Regions from separate parts of the Pan troglodytes genome. Here region 1 is linked to region 2. The links are chromatin contacts, called in public Hi-C maps. All regions are on one chromosome and are shown on one strand. Each heading gives the region's core, a stretch centred on a gene start, on an enhancer-like site or on the middle of the called end of the contact. The rest is flanking DNA. Distances are from core to core; before and after follow the strand shown. Region 1 holds the start of SCG2 (secretogranin II). Region 2 has its middle 84 kb from the start of KCNE4.

Region 1 (6,298 bases), core at 1,114-3,613, 630 kb after region 2:
CGTGCTAAACCAATAAAGTGTTCTAAAATCTCTTTGCTTCATATTTCTTCTAATAATTTATATTATGACTGTTTGCAAAATGCAATTGTGGTTATACTTTTCATCAGCCTTCAAGAGTGTATAGTAAATAATAACAGATGCTATAGAGAGAACATAAGTTTTTTTAGCTAGTCTATTTCTGAACTTGTGAGTGTTCAGATTCAGTTTGTCTTCTGTCTGTGTCTATTTTGGTATGGACCTGTGAAATCTTAAATCACTCACACTGTTTAGAAAAATCTTAAAATAACCACTATGTAAATCCCAATTCAAATAAACACAGATGATGTGCTGAATTCTTCCTACTTAAAAATCTCCATTCATTTTTTTCTCCAATGCCTTAAAATCTTACATAGGAATTATGAAGAGGATTAGTTTTTATGTGTTTTACATTTAATATTGCTAACATTGAAAAAACTATTTTAATATTGGCTATTTTGTTGTAAACAAAATGAATGTAAGAGGAGTTTACAAGTTTGTTCATATCTTTACCAGATCATGGTTTTGTGATAGATAAGCTAAGTTATATGTATACAATTTTCTGTTAGCTTAGACATCAATTGTAGAAAATACCATTGTTCACAAGATCATATTGATGATTTTGTTTCCAGTTTTTTAGAGCCCGATAATGGCTTAGTTATGAAAACATTTTAGCATACGTATATACCTATTTAAATGATTCACGTTTACCAGAGTACTTAATTTATTGAAAGAAACATCTTGAAAGGCATTTGAGAGGATACTTCCAAAATATTTATTATAAATACATGTTTACTATAAGTAATTTTATTCATAAAATAATGAGGTTCAAATAAAAATACATTATGCACTCTTGTTTATATTATTTCAGGATTAATGTAGCTTTGGTAATCAACTTTCAACATTGGCATTTGAAATAATAATCTTAAAAACCTTATTGAACTTATTTTTTTTGAAGCCACAATACTGAAATAGTCTTAACATGTGGATTATATGCTCATCTTTAAAATCATTATCTTGGAACTGCACTTTGCTGTAAAGTTGAAGCAGAATACTCATTGCAGTTGTTTAAACCACAGCCTAACAAGTGCTACCCTTTGCTTAACTATTCAGCTTCAGTTTGAATGACATAGTTATTGCCTTTGAGTGAGACCCAAAGGATTCTTTTCCCAGGTAGCAGCTCTTTCAAGTAGTAAAGATGTTTCAACAGCTCTACTATTCTATATAGGGTTTGATTTAAAATTGAATTTTCTGAAATCCAAATAATTAGAACATTATTTTTCCCCTGATAGCTATCATTAAAATCTCTCAAGTTAAAATGTCTTTTCTGTTGAATTCAGACTAGAGCATTGACACATGCAGGTGACTATATGTAATTTAAGCAATTCAACTAGTTGGGATACAGAAAAAATGAAATACTTGTCCCAGACAAAATCTTTAGCAACATATTGAACATCCTCTTTAAATCAAATTATAGTAATAACAATAACAATTTACAAAGTTATGAGTATTTTCATCATGTATTCAAAATGATCATTTCTCTGTAATTCATGGTCACAGCCAAATTATAACCCAAGATAATATTTTGCCCTGGAAAAACGAAGAATCCAGTGTTCAGGAAAATCCTAAGTTAACATCTTAGAACAAAAATTAGGAGATAATAATGTAAGCTCTTTCAAATATACAAGTTCAGAAAAGAATGTTATGTGGTTAGTTAATTCAGAGCTCTTGTAAGATAAATATCAAAGAAAAAAAACCTAGTTCCAAAATGGGTTGCCTTTATGACTAACATGCTTGACAGCCTTTGCATCATTGGAAACCTACTGTTAAGAATATTAAACATATAAATTATACCCCTGGCTTCGTATCTGGCTCTTAGTGGCAGAAATAATAAATTTTGGAAAGAAACAAGATATTGGGCTTGGTTAACTTTACATTAATCTGTGTGTTGACACTAAAATCCTTAACTTTTTCACTCTTTTTTATATGATTATCTAAGTAACATTCTGGTTAGTAAATATCCAACATCAAGTAGTATAAAGCATAGACCCGATCATGTATATACACATATGTAGTGTCCTTACATTGGCTGATGAGCAGCAGGTTGCTATTCAGTTATCCTATCGACATAAGCTTGCCAAACAGTCTTTTTCTTCTCAGCTAGGAATTAAAAGAAGAGCATGCAATTTGGAACTTTCCAATAAATCAAAGAGAAAAGCAGCCTTACCTCTTTTTGTTTATATGGCAGAGGAGCTCCACAGCATATTCCTCCCCGTTCTCCGGGCGAGCTTCTCGGGCCGTTTCAGCACACGGACAGCTCCTCTGCTTATAGGGAGCCGCTGCGCCTGACTCCGCACTGCCACACTGACGTCACCGGGTTCAGCCACAAACCCCAGCACAAGCGAGGTTTTTCAAAGAACCAAGAGAAAATAATCACTTTATATTTTAAAAAAAAAAAAAAAAAGAAAGAAAGAAAAGAAAAGAAAAAAAAGTTGCATGCTTACGCCACCTGTCTTTTTGTGGCAAAAATTGCAGTTTTCCTTTTTCTTTTATCAAAATCTTTGAGACGGAATAAACTGCTCTGCACGATTTCTCTTACAAAGAAAGAAATGTGTGTCAGACAGACGTGGCTAATTGCAAGACAATCTCATCTATGTTCTAGCAACTTGTTATAATAGTTTCTTGGTGTCACTGTTGTAATTGTTGTCGTCATTGTTGTAAGAAAGTTTTACAGACAAGGATTATTTTTTCATCTTTGCCCACAAAGAAATTACATTACCATTTCCTGTTATAACCAAGATGAATGGAGGACACATTATAAATATGAAAGGCCATATTTCTTATCATGACCACAGCCATCATTCTTTTAAAATCATATTTATTTGAATAAAACAGAGAGTTATCTCTCTTTTATATGAGAGCCAACTTTAATAGCTTATATAGTTTTTTAAATGGGTATTTATAAGACTTCAAGCTTAGTAGTTAATAATTCTTTATATCTCTGTTACTGTCTTTCACAATATCTGATCTCAGAAAGGGAAGCTCAGAAGTTGAGTGCTGATGAAAATACTTTCATCTACTTAAAAAAAAAAAGTCTTTTCACTGTTTGGGAAAAATGTGACACATACGTAACTAGAATTCATTTGCAATCGAAAGGAAGTTGTACTATAAATATTTCCCTTCTCCTGTTGAATCAGATGAGTTGAATACCTTCCATGAATGTGAACAATCCAGGGAACAATACAGCAATTAACTTTCAACCTCTCAGATTTATAATTCATAATCATTCCTCTGCCTTACCAGATAACCTGATTATATATTTCAATAATTTATATGGATATAAATTTTAAACTTTATTTTATTAAAGATATGAGTTTCTAAAAACTGTATATGTTGACATATACTTTAAGAATGCAACAGAATCTTGCCATATAAGAGATCCCATGTGTTTCTGCTAAATGAACAATCAGCCACTGACTCAATAAATTGTAATACCTACTAGGTGCCAGATACATTGCTAAATGCACAATTGTTAACTAATACAAAAATAAGTGATTTTTTTGCCTTTGATGAGCCTTTCAGCTAATGGGGATGACATGCAAATAAACACATAATTTTCATATAAATTGGAAAGCATCAATAGAGAGGTTAGCTAGCAGTGTTTGGGACCATTTGGATAGCCAATGGGTTCAACCTAGAAATTCAGGGGGAAACAATGTCCTGGAATAAAAGGCCTATGCTGAGATTTCTCACTATCAGGTTTTCTTACAAGGATTTCTGACTATGTTAGTACTTTTGAATTCCTCGAAAAAATAGGAAATGGCTTAAAGTCTTACAGAAAAAATCTTGGAAAAATGTGCCTCTTAATTCTCCCTATTTGGTTTTCCTAAACGACTAGGAGATCATCATTTGTGGATTGATATGAATTCATATACACTCAGACTGGGGTTATATGGCCAATTCATCCAACAAATTTTGCCTCATAGTGGTTTTTTAGGGCATGATCAAATGCTGGGTTGAAGAGACCTAAATATGACCCATTTCTCAAGCATCATCTCAATGACACCAGCTCATTCACTGACATCCTTAGCTAAGATTGCCTTAAATCTTGACAAAGCCCTGGCTAGCTGCTCCAAGTTTGACCTAATTTTCTGTCCAGCAGTTCTGTGTGACCAGTTCAACTAACCAGTATCAACGCAGCTTTAGAAAACTCTGCAATTATTCTTAAAATGTTGAGTTTGTTCAGCATAGGTCTCAAAAGCCCTCCAGAAAGTCATCCTGGCTAGGCTAATTCATTTATGTGGAACTAAACTTTTTGGCAAGAGCCAGAAGCTACGGTTCTTCTAAAGCCCCAGAGTCAACATCTTGCCTGGAAATATCTTCAACCATCCAAAAGACATGCAAAACCTCATTCAAAATCTCCAAGTAGATGTGAGATGCCAGGAGGCTGTTGCTGGGATGGATTGGCTCCACTAGGCTCAAGATGTGGGTAGAACAATAAGCCATTGTGGGCTATTGAATTTCTGCCTATCTTATGAGACTATGATAAATACCTCTCACTTACTGAGTTCTGTTATGATCCAAGCACTGTACTTGGAACCTAATTTAATCCTCCTGACAACCATAACAAGTAGGTATTTTTATCTCCATTTTACAGATGAAGAAACTAAAGCTCAGAAATAAGTAAGTTGCCCACTATTTTCTGACTTATAATTGGTAGAGCGAGAATTTGAATTTAAGTCCATTCTATGATATTTCTACAATAAAAACTATGATTCAGACACTGCTAGAGATGGAAATACAGAAATAAATATGGGATGGATTTAATCATTAAAGACCCAAGTCCAGAATTTAGTTTCTTTGACAAAAACCCCCAGTTGTCCAGTTGCTTTTCCTGGTCTAAGAAAAGCAAAGGCATAGGCCGGGACTTCTATTTGGGGCAGCACCAATGGAAAGCAAGAATAAACATTAGATCACAGCCCTTGATGCTATGGGGCATACATCTTCCAAATAAGAGAGCAGTTGCTGAATTAGGAAAATTCTATTCACCAGCCTGTTTTTTCAAAATCAAACTCCCCAAACATATTTTTTAACTTTCAAGTTCAGGGGTACATGTGCAGGTTTGTTACATAGGTAAACTTCTGTCATGGGAGTTTGTTGTACAGATTATTTCATCACCCAGGTATTAAGCCTACTACCCATTAGTTATTTTTCCTGATCCTCTCCCTCCTCCCACCATCCACACTCTGATAGGCTGTGTCATTCCCCTCTTTGTGTTCATGTATTCTCATCATTTAGCTCCCACTTACAAGTGAGAACATATGGTATTTGGTTTTCTGTTCCTGCATTAGTTTGCTAAAGATAATGGCCTCCACCTCTATCCATGTCCCTGCAAAGGACATGATCTCATTCTTTTTATGGCTGCGTAGTATTCTATGATATATATGTGCCACATTTTCTTTATCCAGTCTGTAATTGATGGGCATTTAGGTTGATTCCACACCTTTGCTATTGTGAATAGTGCTGCAATGAACATACACATGCATGTGTCTTTATAATAGAACAATTTGTATTCCTTTGGGTATATAACCAATAATGGAATTGCTGGGTTGAATGGTAGTTTACATCTTTGAGGAATCGCCACACTGTCTTCCACAATGGCTGAACTAATTTACACTCCCACCAACAGTGTATAAGCATTCCTTTTTCTCCATAACATTGCCAACATCAATTTTTTTTGTTTTTATAGATTTTTCTATGTGTTATATTTAACATATTTCTAAAAGTCATTAATTTTTTGCCAGTAGTTATTTGTTCTAAAGGGAGCTATTTCTCAAATAGAAATGTATTTGGAGAAGAATTTAAAATGATATATATATACACACACATATATGTACACACACATATATATATATCAATAGTTTGTTGATGTAAAATATTTTAGAGCATGTATAAAACATTAAAATAACCTATAAATCTTTGTATCACTGAACCTGTTTCAAGGAATGATTTAAACATGCCTTACAAAATTTTAATTTTCTTGTTAGGTCTAAATTGCCAACTATCATCACCACCAAGAAACGAATCTCTATATTGTGAAGGTTTTCAAAATAATTATGTACTATGTATGATAATGGATTTTTAGAAAATTAGCTTGCATCCTCACCAGGGTGCTGTTAATTTCAAGTTAATCATTCACAATTTAACGCTAAGTAATTAGAACAGATGAGTTTGTTTTTATGACCGGATTTTCTTAAATCTTGGTCATTTTATTCTTTGTTAT
Region 2 (5,822 bases), core at 3,246-5,745:
TTTTTTGGTATCTGATTTTTCCTCTTGATATAGCATCTTATTTTTGTTTCATGGGTCTAATTTCTAATTAGAGGATTTTATTTTGTGTTCTATAGCTTAACTTATCTTTGTTTTGGTTGGAGTCATTTAAAAAACTTGTCTCTATTCTGAAATAACTGCACAGTCTTCATCCTTGTTCATTTAAGTCGAAGTGGAAGGCAATGAAAAACCATGCATGTGAACAAGATCTGTCAGGTAGATGGTTTTGCGTCTGGGAGATTGAGGACATCCTAAATGCCAGAATGCAGAGATGTTTCCAGTGGGGCTATCAATTTGTTTCAAGGAGGACCCTTTGATGCTTAGACTGGGGAGTAAGGTGGGGTAGGCCAGGGAGATGTCTGGTTTCTAGTGTGCTGGGAGAGTGCAGTGGGACAGGGCAGCCCATGTCCACACCTTCATTTCACTGCCTTCATTATTCTGTTTCTGAGTGCTGAAACCTATCAGAGTCTGGCAAGGTAGATGGGCGTATCGCCTCCCATAAAGACTCTAGGCCATGGTTCCTCTGATCTACTTCATCTGTTTTCATCCATCTTCTAGTCATTTGTTGAATTTCTATTCAGTGACAGCCCTTCTTTTACTTTCTTTATCGTTGTGCATTAAATCCTTTTAAATTGTCTTGCTGTCATTTTAAAGAGAACCCAGCTGAAGATGGAGTTAAACAGCCTTCCATTTAGAGCTGGAATTCCCCTGTTCTATCCTATTTAATGAGCCATTCAAATCAAGATAGTTTTCTGTTGATGGGACTGGCTTTTCAAAAAGGCACAACTAGATTATAATCCAGAATGGGGAGGAAATAATGCCTTATTTTTTGTTTTGTGGAGGCTAGCCCAGTATCTTTTATTTGATAGGTGCTCAATTAATGTCTATCAATTGAGTTTGCTTTAACATTTAAGCTCTACCATTTTTTTTTTGTTTCACATTTTTGTCTGCTCTCACAAATGTGATTTCTCTTAGAACAGACTCAAACATCTGGAGAGCCATTTGTATCTCCATTTTTATGGCCTTTTATATTTTCAGTCTTGACTATACACTTCTACAGGATTTGAAAGAAATGAGAAAATACAGTAAGCACCCTATGTGGAGAGATTCATATTCCATAACTTGTCTTCAAAGTTATAGTCCTCTTGACTCACTTTACTTGCATGTAAAAACATAACTTGGGCATTTTATTATCCCTTATTGCTTGCTTCTCATTTTGTTGCTGTTCAATAGGGAAAGTAGGTTGTTTCCTATTGTAATTTCCAGAGTTCTTTGAGTTAAGGGGTGATTTTTCCTCCCTTCCCCATGGCTGTGAACACGTGGATGTGCACACTTGCACGTGTCCCTCACCCCCGTGCATATCCCAGTATACTCTGGACATTTTTCTCTTCAAAAGAAAACCAAGTTTCTGATTTCAGGTCATCCAAATAGATACCATCAAGCAGAGCAGCGTGACATGGTTCTTAAGTCCCATAGGTCACGTTTTTGGTAAATAGCTGTGTCCTGTAACTGTCATTCCCGTCATGTCCAGCTTACTCACCAGTGAATGCATGACATTTTCTTGGCCTTGGAATGCTCCATCTCAATTAAAACTAGAGGAAAAAAAAGCCATTCTTCATACTGTAAATATGAGAAGAGTACCTCATGGAGACTTTTCTCATCAAACTGTAGAGGAAGAGCCTGCCCTGCTGGGGCCTCTTGGGAGACATACCTGGTTCAGGATGGAACCAGCTCAGGAGGACTGGAAGAGTCCTTTTAGTTTGTATTGTGTATTGAGAAAATTTATCGTAACATCTTTTCCTTTTGTACTGCCGTAGTCAATAAAACTATATAATTAATTAATTCACACCTATTCAACACATGTTTTGCACAGAGTAAAATTTAGCAAAATACGCAATACAATAAACATAGAATTAGACAACATAATAGAAGGGATATATATATATATATATTCCTTCTACAAATATAAATTGTAATATATATTTAAATTGTTATATATATATATATTTAGGGCTAAGAAAGACATGACTTTGAATAGTAACCCAGTACCATTTTCTTTCTTTCTATCTATCTATCTATCTATCTATCTATCTATCTATCTATCTATCATCTATTTATCATCTATTCTATCATTGTGATAAATATACATAACATAAAGTTTACCATTTTAACCTTTTTTTGAGTGTACAATTTAGTGGCAGTAAATACATTCTCAATGTTATGCAATCATTGCCACTATCCGTTTCAAGAACTTTGGCATCACCCCAAACTGAAACTCCACACCCGTTAAACACTAACTCACCATTCCTCCCTCCCCACAGCTCCTAGTAGCCTCTATTCTACTTCTCATCTCCATTAATTTGCCTATTCTAGGTACCTCAGTGGAATAATGCAATATTTGTCCTTTTGTGTTTGGCTTATTTCGTTTAGCATACACACTTTGAAGGTTTATCCATGTTGTAGCTTACATCAGAATTTCATTCCTTTTTAAGGCCTAAAAATAATACATTTTCTGGGTGCTGTGGCTCATACCTATATTCCCAATACTTTGGGAGGCCGAGGCAGGAGGATCACTTGAGCCCAAGAGTTTGAGATCAGCCTGGCAACATAGAGAGATCCCATCTCTACAAAAAAGTTTTGAAAGTTAGCCAGGCATAGTGGTGTGTTCCTGTGGTCCCAGTTATTTGGGAGGCTGAGGCAGGACGATCACTTGAGCCCGGGAAGTTGATGCTGCAGTAAGCCATGACTGTACCATTGCAGTCCCACCTGGGTGACAGAGCAAGACCCTGTCTCAAAAACAAAACAAAACAAAACAAAACAAAACATTGTATGTTTATCCCACATTTTGTATATTCATTCATCTTTCCATTGGTATTTGGGTTATTTCTACCTCTGGGTTATTGTGAATATGATGTTATGAACATTAGTGTACTAATATCTGTTGGAGTTTGTGCTTTCACTCTTAAGTATGTATTCAGAAGTGAAATTACTGGATCGTATGGTAGTTTTATGTTTAACTTTTTGAGGAAACACCCAACTGTTTTTCACAGCATCAGCACACCATTTTACAGATCAGGAAAATGAGGTTCAGAGAGGTTAAACTACTAGCTCAGGACCACATAGCTGGCCTCTAATGAGGGTTATTAAATTTAGGTTTGTAAACAGCCTTCCATTTAGAGCTGGGATTCCCCTGTTCTATCTTATTTAATGAGCCATTCAAATCAAGGTAGCTTTCTGTTGATGAGACTGACTTTTCAAAATGGCACAACTAGATTATAATCCAGAATGGGGAGGAAATAATGCTTTATTTTTTGTTTTGTGGCTGGATAGTGTGTTCCATAAATGGGCTTTCAATAAATCTTTATTCTCTTCCCTTCCCCTCCTGATGCTAATTCATACATACTGGTCTAAAGTTTAAATTTACTTATGAGTCCACACTCTTTCTTCAATTTTCTTAACATATTACAAAAGCAAACAATCTCTTTGATCTTGGCTAAAATGATTCTAGAACTTTCTCACACCTCAGAAGTGCATGCTTCTTTCAAACAAATCATGTGCTGGTTACAAATCATGGCTCTTTTTCCACTGTCTTTCCTCAGGCAAGCTTGGATGACTGTAGTTAATATAGTTCGAGGGTCTTGAGGTAGTGGAATTGCTGTACAAACCCTTGGAGTGTAGAATTTTCACAATGAGGATGGATCTGGCCCTTTTCCCCTCTTCAATCCCAAACACACAGGATGGAATCAGTGAGTTGACACTATGCATGGGTAGGCCGAGTAGGAGGGAAATTGTAAGGTGTGTGCAGTGGAATTTGGAGGGTCAGGTGGCCTTTCTTGTCCCAGACCTGCCTTCCCCACTAGGTGACTAGCGGCCTTTGTCTGCCCTCATTCTCCACCTCCTGCCTGTAGGTTGGCTGTTGGTCATTCGGGTCGGTATGACTGGACATTAGTGCTCCTCTCCCAGGAGTGTTTACATCTAAAACCTGAGTTCTGACAGTGGAATAAAAGGCATATTACAGAGGGCCCACCGGACTAGGGGGTGGTGTGCTGGCCTCACATGGTGCTGCTGAAATCATGCCTCCTAGGACAGCCCCTTTAGATACTGAAGACTCATCTTACCTGCTCAGTTTCCTGATTCAGAGAGTGAGCTAGATGCTGCTGCTAAGGGAAAGACACTCTGGGAGAAGCCAAACCGCAAGGAGCCTTCAGTTCTCTCCTTACTGGGCCAGGAGGAGGAATTTTTTTTTTTTTTTTAACTGAAAAAGGGAATTACCAGCTTAAAACACAACCAAGAAGCCTTTAGCATTGAGGACTGGTGAGGAGAGGAGGTATTCATTTTGGTGTGGGGAGGAGACATCAGTAAGCGTTTCTTTCTCGTGTACACACACACACACACACACGCACACACACACACACGCTGGGACGTAAAAGACGTGTTTCAGTATGTGTCATTCCCAAGCTGTCCACAAGATGGTGCAGAAACCCTGCTCACAGTCTGTCCTCCAAGGGCACCACCTCTGGAGTGATTTGCAGCCTCTGCCAGGCTGCTGGTAAATTGAGGTTTGGAGAGCAGCATGAAGCTTTCACCGCGGTGAAGATACCTTTGACATTTTTGGGATTCTGATTGTAAATTCAATTAAAAATCGATTGGGTTCCAGTAAACAAAATGAAATGACAAATGTGTACAAAAGCTCCTCGTGCAGGGCTTAGCCTGGAAGAGAGATGGAGGTCATATAGGAAGGCGTGGAAGGAGACCTGGGTAAGCTGCTGTGGGTGATACGACACCTCCTGTTCCTGGGGAATCTCGAAGTCTGCGGGGGGTTCAGCTGTGCATCGCTGGGCATTTACCGTGGATGGCACTCGTCTGCATGCTGTGGAGACAGTCATACGGAAGAGTCCCGGTCTTTAGAGAGCTTGAATCTGTCAAAAACTCATACCAGAAAAATAACGAGTGTGCCAGATGGTGGTCAGCACTACGGGAAAGATATTACAGCCGACCACTGGAGGTGCAGGGTTTCACTTTTAAATAGCGTGGCATCGGAGACCTCTCGGAGCCAGTGACATTTCAATAAGACCTGACGGATTGATGGTGTGAGCCACGGGGGTTTTAGGGGAAGACCATTCTAGGCAGTGGGCACAGCAAAGGCAATGGTCCTGGGGTCGGGAGGTGCCTGGAGGAGGCAGGGAGGACCCAGGAGGCTGATGTGGCTGCTGGGGCAGGTGAAGGGGCAGGGCAGGATATGAGTCAGAGAGATTCTAATGGGGGAAAAGCCGGAGATTTCGAAGCTGAGTGATCACACGAGACCTTGCAGCATAGTATAAGGACTTTCGACTTTACTTTGGAAATTGCTGGAAGCCATTGAACGTTCTGAATAGAGGCGTGGCATGATCTGCCTTGCATTTTGTAAGGATCACTCCGGCTCTTGCATTGAGAAGGTCCTACAGGCAGGAGCCGAAAGACCAGTTAGGAGACAGCTGCCCTGTCTGGGTGAGAGATGGTGGTGACCAGGCCCAAAGGGAATGACAGTGGAAGTGAAGAGAAGTGGTCAGATTTAGGATATCTTTGGAGCCAATAGAGTTGATGGTAGATTGAATGAAAATTTGAGAGGCAGAGAGGGGTCACGGATGACTTTGAGGTTATTTCCCTGAGCAATTGGGCAGATGGAATGGCAATTAACTGAGATAATTTGGAAGGGCAGGTTTTTGGGGGAAAGATCAGGAACTCAGTTTGGGATATGCTGAGTGCGGGATGCCTTTCAGATGTCCAAATGGAGATGTTTAGATCTATGAACCTAGAATTCAGGG

Evidence for each region. A called contact is a pair of places that touch in the nucleus more often than the background predicts.
Region 1: a Hi-C map of stem cell-derived neural progenitor cells shows a contact between it and region 2, with 3 times the contacts expected there. The contact joins the promoter of SCG2 here to the enhancer-like site in region 2. A contact is called at or near these places in 2 of 7 Hi-C or Micro-C datasets (blood and stem cell-derived neural progenitor cells) and 1 of 1 datasets of contacts at active chromatin or transcription factors (stem cell-derived excitatory neurons).

What each region holds. Positions count from the first base shown.
Region 1 is chr13:125,844,523-125,850,820 of NHGRI_mPanTro3-v2.0_pri, forward strand. SCG2 (secretogranin II) reads right to left here and starts at 2,364. Exons shown (of 2, transcript XM_516120.5): 1 at 2,243-2,364.
Region 2 is chr13:125,213,401-125,219,222 of NHGRI_mPanTro3-v2.0_pri, forward strand. No RefSeq gene overlaps it. Among named protein-coding and RNA genes, the nearest start is that of KCNE4, 84 kb to the right of the region's middle. Within about 2 kb of position 4,496, at least 6 of the 24 cell types and tissues checked have an H3K27ac peak or open chromatin away from gene starts, as enhancers often do. A contact at or near this core is called in stem cell-derived neural progenitor cells, where this site is marked.